Linked DNA regions of Mustela erminea: region 2 is linked to region 1. A link is a contact called in public Hi-C data. All regions are on one chromosome and are shown on one strand. Each heading gives the region's core, a stretch centred on a gene start, on an enhancer-like site or on the middle of the called end of the contact. The rest is flanking DNA. Distances are from core to core; before and after follow the strand shown. Region 1 holds the start of PPP2R5C (serine/threonine-protein phosphatase 2A 56 kDa regulatory subunit gamma isoform). Region 2 holds the start of DYNC1H1 (cytoplasmic dynein 1 heavy chain 1).

Region 1 (2,881 bases), core at 57-2,556:
GACTAAAATAACGAAAACCGAAAGAACTGAAATTTCAGTTTATAAAGGAGACTCGCAGACAATCTCGTGCAGGGAAACATTCTAGAAGAGCCTGGTTTTCACCACGCTGTGCTGCCCGTAGTGAAAAGGAGTTCACGAAAAAACGGAAAGGGAATATTTGAGAGCAGTTACCTCTGAGTCTATTATGTCTTGTCCTTCTTTTGAACTTTTTCCACTTTTCCCTGCTTTTGGTGATTCCTGGGAAACATCAAGCAAATCAATTAGGCTTCTCAATTTTTAGACGGCTAAACATCAGATACACCAAAATGCAGTTTTAAAACGGATTTACAGTTTACCCGGAACTTCGGATAATCTTAAGCAATACCATCAAGAAATTCTGCCTCCCGTTATATAGAGACCCAACACGGAGCCGCGACACCCCCGCCCCCAAATCCAGACCCTCCTTGTTTTCTGGATCTGTGTTTGGCGTTGAAAACTTCGAGAAGCAGATGAACCCACATGTACGGCGCGCGGGGCATTCTGATGGGTGCGCATCACCTCGCTTTCTGGCCTCCCACCGTAAGCCCCGCGAGCCGGGATTTCTGCGGCGGCTCGGAGACGCGACGGAGCTCCACCTGGAGCAAAGACGTACCCCCCACCACCCCCAAATGTAACGCAGCACACTCGCAGCCAACGCCGCCGCCACCTGGGATAAGAATAGTATTCCAGAGCCCCAGAGCTTCCCCAGGAGAGCAGACAATCCTTCGCCAGCGTGAGGGGTCCCTCCAGGCGGCTGCAGCCCCCCACCCCTCCAGCCCCTGCCCAGGCGTCTGCGAGGCCGGGTCAACCACCTCCGCCACCGCACCTGCCCCCTCACGCCCACCGCGCGCACCGCCCCGGGGCTGGCGCCCACGCCGCCCCCACCGCGGCCGCGCCCCCGCACGCCGGCCCGGGCCGTCCGGACCCCAGCCCGGCCTGGGCCCCGGCGCCCCCCGCCCCCGCCCGGCGCTCCTGCGCCCCCGGGATCCCGGAGCCCGCCGCTCCCCGCTCCCGAGCAGCTCCCCGCCCGCCCTCCTCGCGGCCCCTTCCCTTCGCCGCCCCGGCCCGTCGGGCGGCCCGGACCCGGACCCGGACTCACTTTCTCCTTCTTGTTTTTATTCGGCATGGCTGGTGCGGACAGCCACCGCCTGCCCCCCGCAGCAGCAGCAGGGCCCCGCCCCGGCCGTCGCGACCCCCGGCCGCCGCCGCCGCCGCCCGGGGACCGAGTCGCTCGCTCGCCCGCACTTCCCCTTTTCCAGGCTCCCACAGGCTGCGGCAGCCGCGGCGGCGGCGGCGGCGTCTCTCCGCCCCTCCCCCGGCCCGCCCCTCCCCGCCCCTCCCCCAGGCCCCCGGCCCGCCCCGCCGCCCCCGCCCCGCCCCCGCGCCGGCTCCGCCCCGCTGGCCTCCAGGTGCCCTGCCATTGGCTGAGGCGCCCTCACGTGCCCTAACGCTCTCCGCCGCGGCCCCGCCCCCGCGCGCGGTTCCGGTTCTCCCTCTTCCCCCAACCCCCGCCCCCAAGCGGCGCTCCGGCTCCCGGGGCCTCCTCAGCGGGGCCTCCTCGGCGGCGCCGGTGCGCCGGCGGCAGCGAGGGTTGGCCGGGAGAGACGCGCCCAGCCTCGGAAGGGGGCGTGGGGCTGCAGTGGCGGCTGCTGGCCGGCACACGCGGCGCAGGTGCGGGACGCAGAGAGCAGGGGACAAGTCAGGCGTGGAAAAGGCAGGTCTGAAACGGATGGCAGCAACGGCGGCAGCAGGCGGGACGTGGCCCAGCGCGACCCGCAGCCTCCCGGCGTCGCCTCCTCGCCGCCGCCGCGCTCGCCAGGGTGAAAGGCGGCCGCGCGCCGGCGCACCGGACCGGCTGAGGAGGCCCGGGGCCGCGCGAGCGGCGGTTTCGCCGGGCCCTGGTGGGGCCCACCCCGGGAGCGCCGGTCCGCTCTGCCCCGCCCCGAGGCCCCGCCCCGCCGGAGGCCCCGCCCCCGCCGGAGGCCCCGCCCCGCCGGAGGCCCCGCCCCCGCCGGAGGCCCCGCCCCGCCGGAGGCCCCGCCCCCGCCGGAGGCCCCGCCCCGCGGGTCGGGCTCCAGCGGCGCCAATGGGATTTTATTACTTTCTTCAATTTGGCTCGATCGTGGATCACGTGAGGAAACCTCTGCCTTGTGACCAGGCGGTCACGTGATTCCGTCCGCTCGCTCGGAGCGCGGGGGAGACGAGTTCTCAAGAAGAGGGGAACTTTGGGCCGCTCCTTCCGCAGCCCGTCGGACGGCAGAGGCCGCTCACCACGGGCGTGGGGGCTGCTGCGGCGGGGCGGACGGGCCTGGCGGGGCCGACGGGCCTCGCGTGTGACCGCGTTGGGCGCCGGCCGGGCCGGATCCGAAGCGGGCGCTGCGAGGTGACCGCGTCCTCTCGGGCGCCCGGCTTCGCTCGTGGAAGTCGCTATCAGAGCGTTTTCGGCCGCTCGGCTCCGCTCTGCGCCGGGAGCGCCGGCGGTCGTGGGCGGGCCTGGAAGTGAGCCGTGGCCGCGCGTGTGGCGCGCCGACGCTGTGTCCGTGGGCCGGCCGCTGTCGGTGCAGAGGACTCGGTTTTCAGGGGGTTAAGGGTTTATCCGAAACACGTAGTTAAGAAACATGGGGGGTGTAGGGCAGTGGCCCCCCATTAGTGACGTTTCATTTGTGAAATAAAATACGCGCTCTCAGGAGTCGTTGGGGAACTGAGTGTATGACCGTGAAGCTCTGAAGGGTCCGAGGGGTGGAAACAAGAAAGCCAGCGATCAGAGGGATGTGACACTCAGCAAGTCTACGGGGCGGGGGTGACAGGGTCTGGTTCAGCGGCGCACAGGAGCCCTGCACGGGAGGTCTTGTTGTGGCTGGAG
Region 2 (2,794 bases), core at 98-2,597, 150 kb before region 1:
CCGGCTGCTCCCCCTGCTTGTGCCCGCTCTGACAGAAAAATAAAATCTTAATAGTAATAGTAATGATAAAACAATAAAAACTCCACAAACGAAATTCAAACATCACAGGGTCACTATTAGGATCATCTAGGCACTACAGAAACACAAAGGTATGGTTAGCGAAACCCAGCAGTGTACTGGACACGACACGCTGATTCCAGTCCAGGGAGCGCAATGAGCTGCTGACTTGGGGCGAGTCATCTCCGCGGAGCCTGTCTGCGACAGACGGAGAGAGAGATACACCCAGACGGCAAGGACGCCGTGAGGACCTAGAGGCCGACCTGGGAGCGCACATCCACCTGGAACGGGGATGCTCTGCTCGCGGCCCCGGTCGGCCCTGTCTGTCCCTCCCTGGGCCTCCCATCCGGGTCCGCACAGGGCAGTGCCAGGACGCTCGGGAGCCGGCCAGGCCCCCGTCAGCTCCGACCCCCACACCCAGGCCGCGCACGGCTCCGCGGGTCTGCCCCTGACACATCCCTCGCGAGGACGGCCCGGCCCGGCCACAAATCGAAACCGAAAAGCTCATGTGACATTGGAGGCCGGGATGCGGCCTCCGCCCGCGCTCAGCCCGGGAGACCCTGTCTCCACCCAACTCGGCCATCTTGAGGCCCGAGCAGACAAAGCGAGCCCATTGTGTTGCGTGACGGCAAGACGGGGCCACCCGCTCTCCGTTCCCCGCGACCCGGAAGGGGGCACCCCCGGGACTCCCGCCTGGCAGGGGGTGTGGCGCCGGCCTCGCCCGGCGGCCGCGGGGACCCACCCCGCAGGGCGTCCGCAGCGCGGAGGCCGCTCCCGCCCCGGCGTCCGGCGTCCGGCGTCCCGGCGTCCCGTTCCCCCAGCCCCGGCCCCGGCCGCCCGGCCCCGGCCCCGGCCCCGCACCTTTGAGCGTGGAGCGCTCCACCAGGACCGTGTGGACCTGGGGGTCCGACAGGAACTTGCGCATCTGCTCCAGGGCGCTCTTCTCCTCCAGCGCCGCCTCGAGCGCAGCCGGCGCCTCGCCGCCATCCTCCAGCAGCAGCGGCACCAGCTTGCGCAGGTGCTTCTGCAGGACCGACACGTCGGCCACGTTCTGGACGGCCGACACCTCCAGGCCGGCCGAGCCGTCCTCGCCGCCACCGCCGCCCGGCTCCGACATGGCGCCGCGCTCGGGACCCGCAGGGAGCGCTGGGCAGGCGGCCGCGGCTCCGCACGAGAGCGAGCGCCGAGCGGACGAACGAAGAGAAACGGGCGCCCGAAGTCGACCGTCCGCTAACCGCGGCCGACTGAAGGGAGCGGGCGCCGGCTCCGCCCTAAAGGCCGCCGCCCGCCGGCCCGCCCCGCCCGCGGCCCGCCGCCTCAGCCACTAGCGCCCGCTCGCCGCCGCGGCGTCACGACGTTGCGCATGCGCGCGTGCGGGCCCCCGGCGACGCCGCCGCGCAGCCTTCTGGGATCTGTAGTCCCGGCGCTGGGCGGGTCCCGCGTTTCCCCCGCAGCGCAAACCCTAAAGGTGGGATCTTGACTTGGCGCGTGGGCGGCGTAGGGTGGTCGGGGACTACAGCTGCGACACAGAGCCCGAGACGCTCCGTGAATATTGAATGAATGAACGGCGTTCGTGACGAGAGCTAACGTGTTTTTGGAGCAGTTAGCGTGTGACCGACATTGCTCTCAGCATTTAGCCTGTATTATTGCGTTGGACGAATGACTGCAATGTGTTGAGTGCTAAAACATAGTGGTGACTTATGTGTTATTAGATATACGCGTGAAGAGTGAGGACGTTTTTCAGAGGGACAGGACATGAGGGGGCTGGACGCGTTGCTAGTTTGGAAAGAGGGTGGTGGGGAAGGGGACAGTCCCAGCGGAGGAACTAGACTTTACAAAGACAGGGGGGCCTGAAGGTTGGGGCTGGATCTCTGCAGAGGCGGTGTCAGGTACAGCCAGGAGATGACACCCACCTGAACGGTGGGGTAAAGCCAAGATGTAGATGCTGGCTGCTAATGATGAGATAATTCCCCCTGGGATGCCGTGATGACCTAGGGGGAGACCTCGGTGTGAGCATCTTTCTAGAACAGTGATGCTCTCCTAGCAGCGAGGGCTGGCCCTGTCATTCCATGGGCCTCCGCCTCTGGGGCGGAGATGCCTGCCAGCTAAAGCTCCCCACACCCCCCATCCACCTAGATCTCCTCCCTTAGCCTGAGAAGACATAAGGGTGAGAGTCCAGGCTGCCCACATTCTTGGTTTAGTGATGACAGTTTCTTTTAAGGAGCATTAATTGGCCTTTGAAAATTCAAACTCATAACTTGCTTCTTAAATTGGGTGGAGGAATGGAAGCCAAAGACATTATTTTTGTAACAGAGTGCACAGTCACAGAGCTGAGTCCCGATTGGTAGGATGGTGATGGGATGATTCGATTCCCCCAAATCATCTTTGGAAAACTTGGAAACATACAGTATGCTTCTCCTTGCTCAATTACCCAATGCCAAGCCCTGGGGGCGGGGGGTGTGCTGGAACACAGAAACTAATCAGATGATTCTTGTCTTTAAGGAGCTCATGGAGGAGGGGGCAGGTTAATACCCCGTCCTCCGGCCCTCCGTCAGTCCACCTTTGTGTGATATGCCCAAACAGATCTAAATGAGCTTCCCTGAGAAAAAACGTAAAGCAACTGCAATGAGTTTGTGCAGTGATCATAATGGCCTTGAACAATAACGGCCCCACCAGGAGCTGACACCGGATGCTCACTCAGTGCTAAGCACTCTGCTGGGAATCTCCCAGCTTTGTG

Evidence for each region. A called contact is a pair of places that touch in the nucleus more often than the background predicts.
Region 2: a Hi-C map of spleen shows a contact between it and region 1, with 5 times the contacts expected there. The contact joins the promoter of DYNC1H1 here to the promoter of PPP2R5C in region 1. A contact is called at or near these places in 2 of 3 Hi-C or Micro-C datasets (skeletal muscle and spleen).

The regions. Positions count from the first base shown.
Region 1 is chr5:143,702,366-143,705,246 of mMusErm1.Pri, reverse strand. PPP2R5C (serine/threonine-protein phosphatase 2A 56 kDa regulatory subunit gamma isoform) reads right to left here and starts at 1,306. Exons shown (of 15, transcript XM_032345306.1): 1 at 1,118-1,306. The coding sequence starts at 1,144.
Region 2 is chr5:143,848,409-143,851,202 of mMusErm1.Pri, reverse strand. DYNC1H1 (cytoplasmic dynein 1 heavy chain 1) reads right to left here and starts at 1,347. Exons shown (of 78, transcript XM_032345314.1): 1 at 919-1,347. The coding sequence starts at 1,174.